2 separate regions of the Sus scrofa genome follow, and region 1 is linked to region 2. A link is a contact called in public HiChIP or PLAC-seq data. All regions are on one chromosome and are shown on one strand. The core of a region is the stretch at or near the end of the contact, and the rest is flanking DNA. Distances in the headings are between cores, read along the strand shown. Region 1 has its middle 48 kb from the start of PIK3CG. Region 2 has its middle 160 kb from the start of NAMPT.

Region 1 (2,700 bases), core at 98-2,597, 340 kb after region 2:
TCTCACTGGGGTTGTGATCCCTGGAGAAATCGTCAAGGAAAGAATTTATGTCCTTCATCCTGGATAGTTCTTACTGCCAATGGTGAGAGGTTTTGATCCAGATGAGATGGCCTCTGGCAGTCCCCACCATCAGGTGACTCTAGGATTAAGAATGGTTCCATACCTTTCACAGGGCCCACCTGACATGTCAGTGCTTCAGAGCTACAGTGCTTGCAGAATTATCACAGTTACTGAGTGGGATTATTGTGCCTCATTAAACATTAAATATATCTAAAGAATGGCACTGCATAAACATACTATGGGCTTGTAGCATCTTAACTGGATCTAATCATCACATCCCAGAAATCTAAAATCTAATATAGACAATTAGGTTTAGTAGAAGAAGAGGGAAATGAAAGCTTATGACCGGGACAGTTATAAGAAAGAGGCTTATTAAAAGTGAATGTGGGAGTTCCCCCCGTGGTTCAGCGGTAACAAACCCAACTAGTATCTATGAGGACATGGGTTCTGGCCCTACTCAGTGGGTTAAGAAACTGGCGTTGCTGTGAGAGCTTTGGTACGGGTCACAGACTTGGCTCAGATTTGGCATTGCTGTGGCTGTGTCTGTGGCGTAGGCTGGCAGCTGCAGCTCTGATTCGACCACTAGCCTGGGAATTTTCATATGCTGCAGGTATGCCCCTGCAAAGACCACCCTCAAAAATAAATAAATAAATACATAAATACATAAATAAATAAATAAATATGAATGCAGTGGGAAAGACACTATTTATCTGTCTCTAGTCCTAACAAACGGTAGTGTTCTTGGTATCAGCTATTTTCCCACCTGTCCAGTAGGTGTCAGTGTAAGACAGTGTTCCTAGAACTGACGAAGCTTTAAACGAGAAACAAAAAATAGACTATGAAGTTATAAAAGAAAGATGTAATAAAGATGGGGCTACAAAAATTCCACATAAGATTTTAAATGACATTATTTAAAAATAGGCTGACCTAAACAAAAATTCCTCATGGGTGAGATGACAGAGTTGGACAAGGGGGGGCTCAGAAGACCCCATCTGGCTTTCAGATTCCTTGTGAAGTCAGCAGGAATTCCTGCTCTGAATGCATCCAGCAGAACTCAGCATTGCTGTAAGAGCTGGTCACTATTAACTAGTACAAGAACCAATGAACAGCCAGCCAGACCCTTTAAAAAAAAAAGAGAGAGAGAGAGAGATACTTCCCTGCTTCTCAGAGATTTACCAGATAAAACAGAAATCCTATAATCCACAGAAATAGATCATTACAAGGATTATAAAAGTGAACCAAGGAAAAAGGGGAAACGAAGGTCATATGAGCAGTGTGTAGAATATGTTGAGTCATGCAGGGTGTGCTGCCTGGAGTTGTCCTTTGACCTGGAATGGAAGAGAAGAGAGCCACAAAACCAGGGCTCCACCTGAGCCCCGCCCTTCTGCTCTACATGCAATTTTCCTCCTCCGAATATGAATGAATGCACTTTATACTCTGATAAAGGGCAAGCAATAAATAACATTAAAAAGAATTATTTTTTTAATTCACTCTATAAAGGTACTATTGATATGATAAAGGAAAAATAAGGGGAAAGGGCATATCTACTGAGTACCTCACACACAGAGTATGTCATATGATCCTTACCAAAATCCTGAGATACACTGAAGCACTATGCTGTACACCAGAAGCTAACAACACGGTAAATCAACTAGACTTCAATTTTTTAAAAAAATCCTGAGATGTAAGCGATATTGTTCTTATTTTTAGATAACGGATCCAAGGCTCACTAAAGTTACATAACTTGCCTGAGATTACAATAGCTAATACTGATGAGCAAGTACTCTGCACCAGATATGTAAATGCACCAGCAACAATCCTATGAAAAAAGTTACTATGTGTTCATTTTGCAGAACAGGACATTAAGTCTCACAGAAAAGAAGTTCTTGCTTCCCCAAGGTCACAGAGCTCCGAATTAGTCCAGCTGAAATTCAAACTCACGGGCTGCATGTGGGTTCTCTGGAGAGCAGACTGAAATGGAATGAAGGCTGCAGTGTTTATTGCGGAATGCCTTAGGATTAGCACCTGTGGAAGGAAGGCATGAAAGCAGGACTGGGAGGCCCATGTGAATTGCTGGGCCCTGGGCCAAATAGCTAGGCTTATATACACCTGCCATAATCCGTCATTGGCTGTGGACATGGCCTAGGCAGCTGAGGCAGACCCTGAGGGGCTAGCAGCTGACAAGCATCTGCTGATCACACCCCTTTCTGGAAAGGACATCTGGGCAGCCCCTCCACGTTCCTCGCACCCTGTCTGTGTCTTAGCCCAGTTCACATTTTTTGGCTACAGCATGATGGTCGAGGCCAGAAGGGAGACAGGAGACCTTGATGGAATTTTCATCGTGGGGCTGCTGCTGATGAGGCCGGGCCCCAGCTTCTCACCCCTTAGATGCTTCAAACAGCATCAGCAGAAGTCGAGAAAGGGGTGGAGGCTGACAGCGCTGACTCAACAGCAGGGTCAGTCATTAAATGATTGTTGTTGATTGACACCATCTAGGTAGCTTAGAAAGGGAGGTTCCAACCCACTCACAGACCCGATAGTTGGTCTGGGCACTTCCGTGGTATAGGAACATCTGATCACCGGCTGCTTGCCCCTCACTCCCTGCAGATGCCACTGAGATGGCAAAGCCACCCAGTGTGC
Region 2 (2,700 bases), core at 171-2,670:
AGATGAGAGAGCTGGAAGCGAGTTGACCAGAAAATCTGTCACTACTATTGCCTTGCCTGCCAAGGCCGGCTTGTCTGGGAGGCTGGGTTCCACCTGCTTTCATGGCAGCCCAGCTCCAGGTGGTGAGGTTGGGGGAAAGGGACCTGAACTCTTACTCACCTCCTATTATTCCCTTTCTATATCCCAAGCCCATGAGCTGCAGATAAGTTCTTCCTTTTAGAAATCTCCAAACTCCCAATACTGTCTCCAGAAAACTCTGCTCACATAGTAGGACCCCTGGCCAGTCTTCCCTGGGGAAGAACTTTCTGGTCTCAGGCACCCCCTCTCCAACTCTCACCATCTCTCCTTCTGTGGGCATCTTGCACCCTCTGAATGCCACAGCTATCAGCTTAGCCAATGGCCATTCTCAGGTTATTCCATGGGCTAATCTCCCCAGCTAGAAGGCAGACTCTTAAAGGAACAGGATCCCCTGTCCCTCCCTTCCTTCCGTATTTTAAATACGAGGGTTTGACCTTGCCCTTGACTTTGGGACAGACAATTCCTGGTGAATAGGGCATAACAGTTCCTGCCCTAACACAAGGTTCAGTTTGGTGGTGGTGGTGGTAGAGGGAAAATATGATGAGAAAATACGCAATTGTAGTAGACCACAGCCGGGGACAGAAATTCACCCATTCATTTATTCATTCACTCATCCCACAAATGTATACAGGGCTGGAACTATGTTAGCCATTGGGGAATACAACTGCTGCGGGCAGAGCCTGTCCTCACCTGTTCACCATCCAGGAAGGGGAAGCCAGGATTAGAGAGCCAAGGGTGGTCAATAGCCTATATTCAGAAGGTGAGATGGAAACAAAGTCCTGAAGCTGCGAGATAAGGGTGATGAACACCAGTTACATGGAAATGAGCAGAAATTGAAGCTGCCGGGACACTTTAGCTCCCCCTTCCTTCTATGTGTTTCTAATCCAGACTTTCTTACTGGGGAAAAATAAAACCAAGAAACAAACCATGCTGTCTGTACATCTGTCATGTTGCACAGGGAAGGGCATCTCCCTCTCCAGGCTAGAGTTGTCTCTGGAAGTGCCTTCCCATGGTGGAAATTCCCAGAGAGCCCACTGGCATGGAAGGAGATATCTGTGTTTTTCTAGAACAGGAGGGGCTAACTTTCCCCTGGAACCTGCTACAAACTGCATTTATATTCCACCCACAGGAGTCCTTTGCTCCTTGATGTAAGAACGTCTTTCATGGAATGGGTTTCTCCATGGGAAGGAACACAGCAAAAAGGTACCAAGACCAGCCCTTGATCCCTTATTTCCACTACCAGCTAAATGGCAGGTTCCTCTCCAGGTACAAAGGTGGGGACCCAGACAAAGCCTGCGTCCTGCCATAGCTCTGGAGCTCTGCGGGGATTTCCACCAGCTCCCTGTCTGTGTCACTCAGTGTAGGGTGTTCCCAGCACGGCTCCCCGCCTCCACGCACCTCCTCCGCACCCCCAGGAGAATTCTGCTGTGTGAGGATGAATCGGCAGAATTTGCCAACAGTTGAGTCGAGGCAGGCATCTGGGTCCCAGTTGGGAGCTGCAACTGTCTCTCCTCCCCTTGGCAGGCAATCTCTCTGCCTAAGAATTGCCTTCCTGGGAGTTCCCATTGTGGCTCAGTGGGATAGGAACCCAACTAGCATCCATGGGGATGAGGGTTCGATCCCTGGCCTCACTATGTGGGTTAAGGATCTGGTGTTGTCGTGAGCTGTGGTGTAGGTCATAGACACAGCTCAGATCCCACGTGTCTGTGGCTATGGTGTAGGCCAGCGTCTGCAGCTCTGATTCAACCCCCTAGCCTGGGAATCTCCATATGCCAAGGGTGTGGCCCTAAAAAGCAAAAAAAAAAAAAAAAAAAAAAAAAAAAAATTGCCTTCCTGCTCAGTCCCTATGTCACATGCTCCTAGCCATTCTTCAGCTCTGTCCCCACTGCTGGCGCCGCTCAGGAAGAAGGGCAGGGAGGTTCCAACTCCCCAGGGTGAGTCCTTTGTGGCCCACACGGCTCTACAGACATGCCCGCAACATTACAGGCATGAGAACACAGCGCCGCCCAACAGCAACTGAACCCCCAAAACACTGATTTACATTTTCTACAGAATTAAGTGATTCTTTAGAGGTGGTGTGGACTCTTCAGAGAGAGGGATGTTGGCCTGAGGCTGGAGTAGATGGGCCCAGTTTTACAAATCATTTCTTCTCTGTGGCTGACCTTCTATGGCATAACACAAGGCCTTTGTTTTTCCTTCAGTTTGAGAACTTTCCCTTCTGACCTTGCTTTGCATAAGATACCTATGAAAGGTCAAAGATAAAGCCGCTGACAATCCCAGCATCTCACTGGAGACAGACATTTTTATCACCTCTCATCAGGGTGAGTCACCAAGGGGATATTTTGATTCCATCTCCTTTCCTTTTTTTCACATCCCCTCCTGTGTGATGTGAACAAGCCAGGAAATTTTTGCTTTCTTAATAATACATATCTTATTATGAGGCTTATAGCATCCTGCTAGGGTGAGCAGAGAAAGTCTTACCCCAATTTTTCAGATGGGGAAACTGAGGCTCAGAGACGTTGCACAACCTAGCCAAAGTTGCCCACGTGGAAAGTGGGAGAATCTGGTCTGAATTTTTTCTTTTTCTTTTCATTCTTTCTTTTCTTTTTTCTTTTTTTTTTC

The links. HiChIP or PLAC-seq counts read pairs in DNA pulled down with a chosen protein or histone mark.
Region 1: a contact with region 2 is called in an H3K27ac HiChIP or PLAC-seq map of alveolar macrophages. The contact joins two enhancer-like sites. A contact is called at or near these places in 10 of 47 Hi-C or Micro-C datasets (embryonic fibroblasts, fetal liver, fibroblasts and 4 more) and 2 of 2 datasets of contacts at active chromatin or transcription factors (alveolar macrophages and skeletal muscle).

What each region holds. Positions count from the first base shown.
Region 1 is chr9:106,656,079-106,658,778 of Sscrofa11.1, forward strand. No RefSeq gene overlaps it. Among named protein-coding and RNA genes, the nearest start is that of PIK3CG, 48 kb to the right of the region's middle. Within about 2 kb of position 1,348, at least 24 of the 83 cell types and tissues checked have an H3K27ac peak or open chromatin away from gene starts, as enhancers often do. A contact at or near this core is called in alveolar macrophages, mesenteric adipose tissue and retroperitoneal adipose tissue, where this site is marked.
Region 2 is chr9:106,320,706-106,323,405 of Sscrofa11.1, forward strand. No RefSeq gene overlaps it. Among named protein-coding and RNA genes, the nearest start is that of NAMPT, 160 kb to the left of the region's middle. Within about 2 kb of position 1,421, at least 7 of the 83 cell types and tissues checked have an H3K27ac peak or open chromatin away from gene starts, as enhancers often do. A contact at or near this core is called in alveolar macrophages, mesenteric adipose tissue and retroperitoneal adipose tissue, where this site is marked.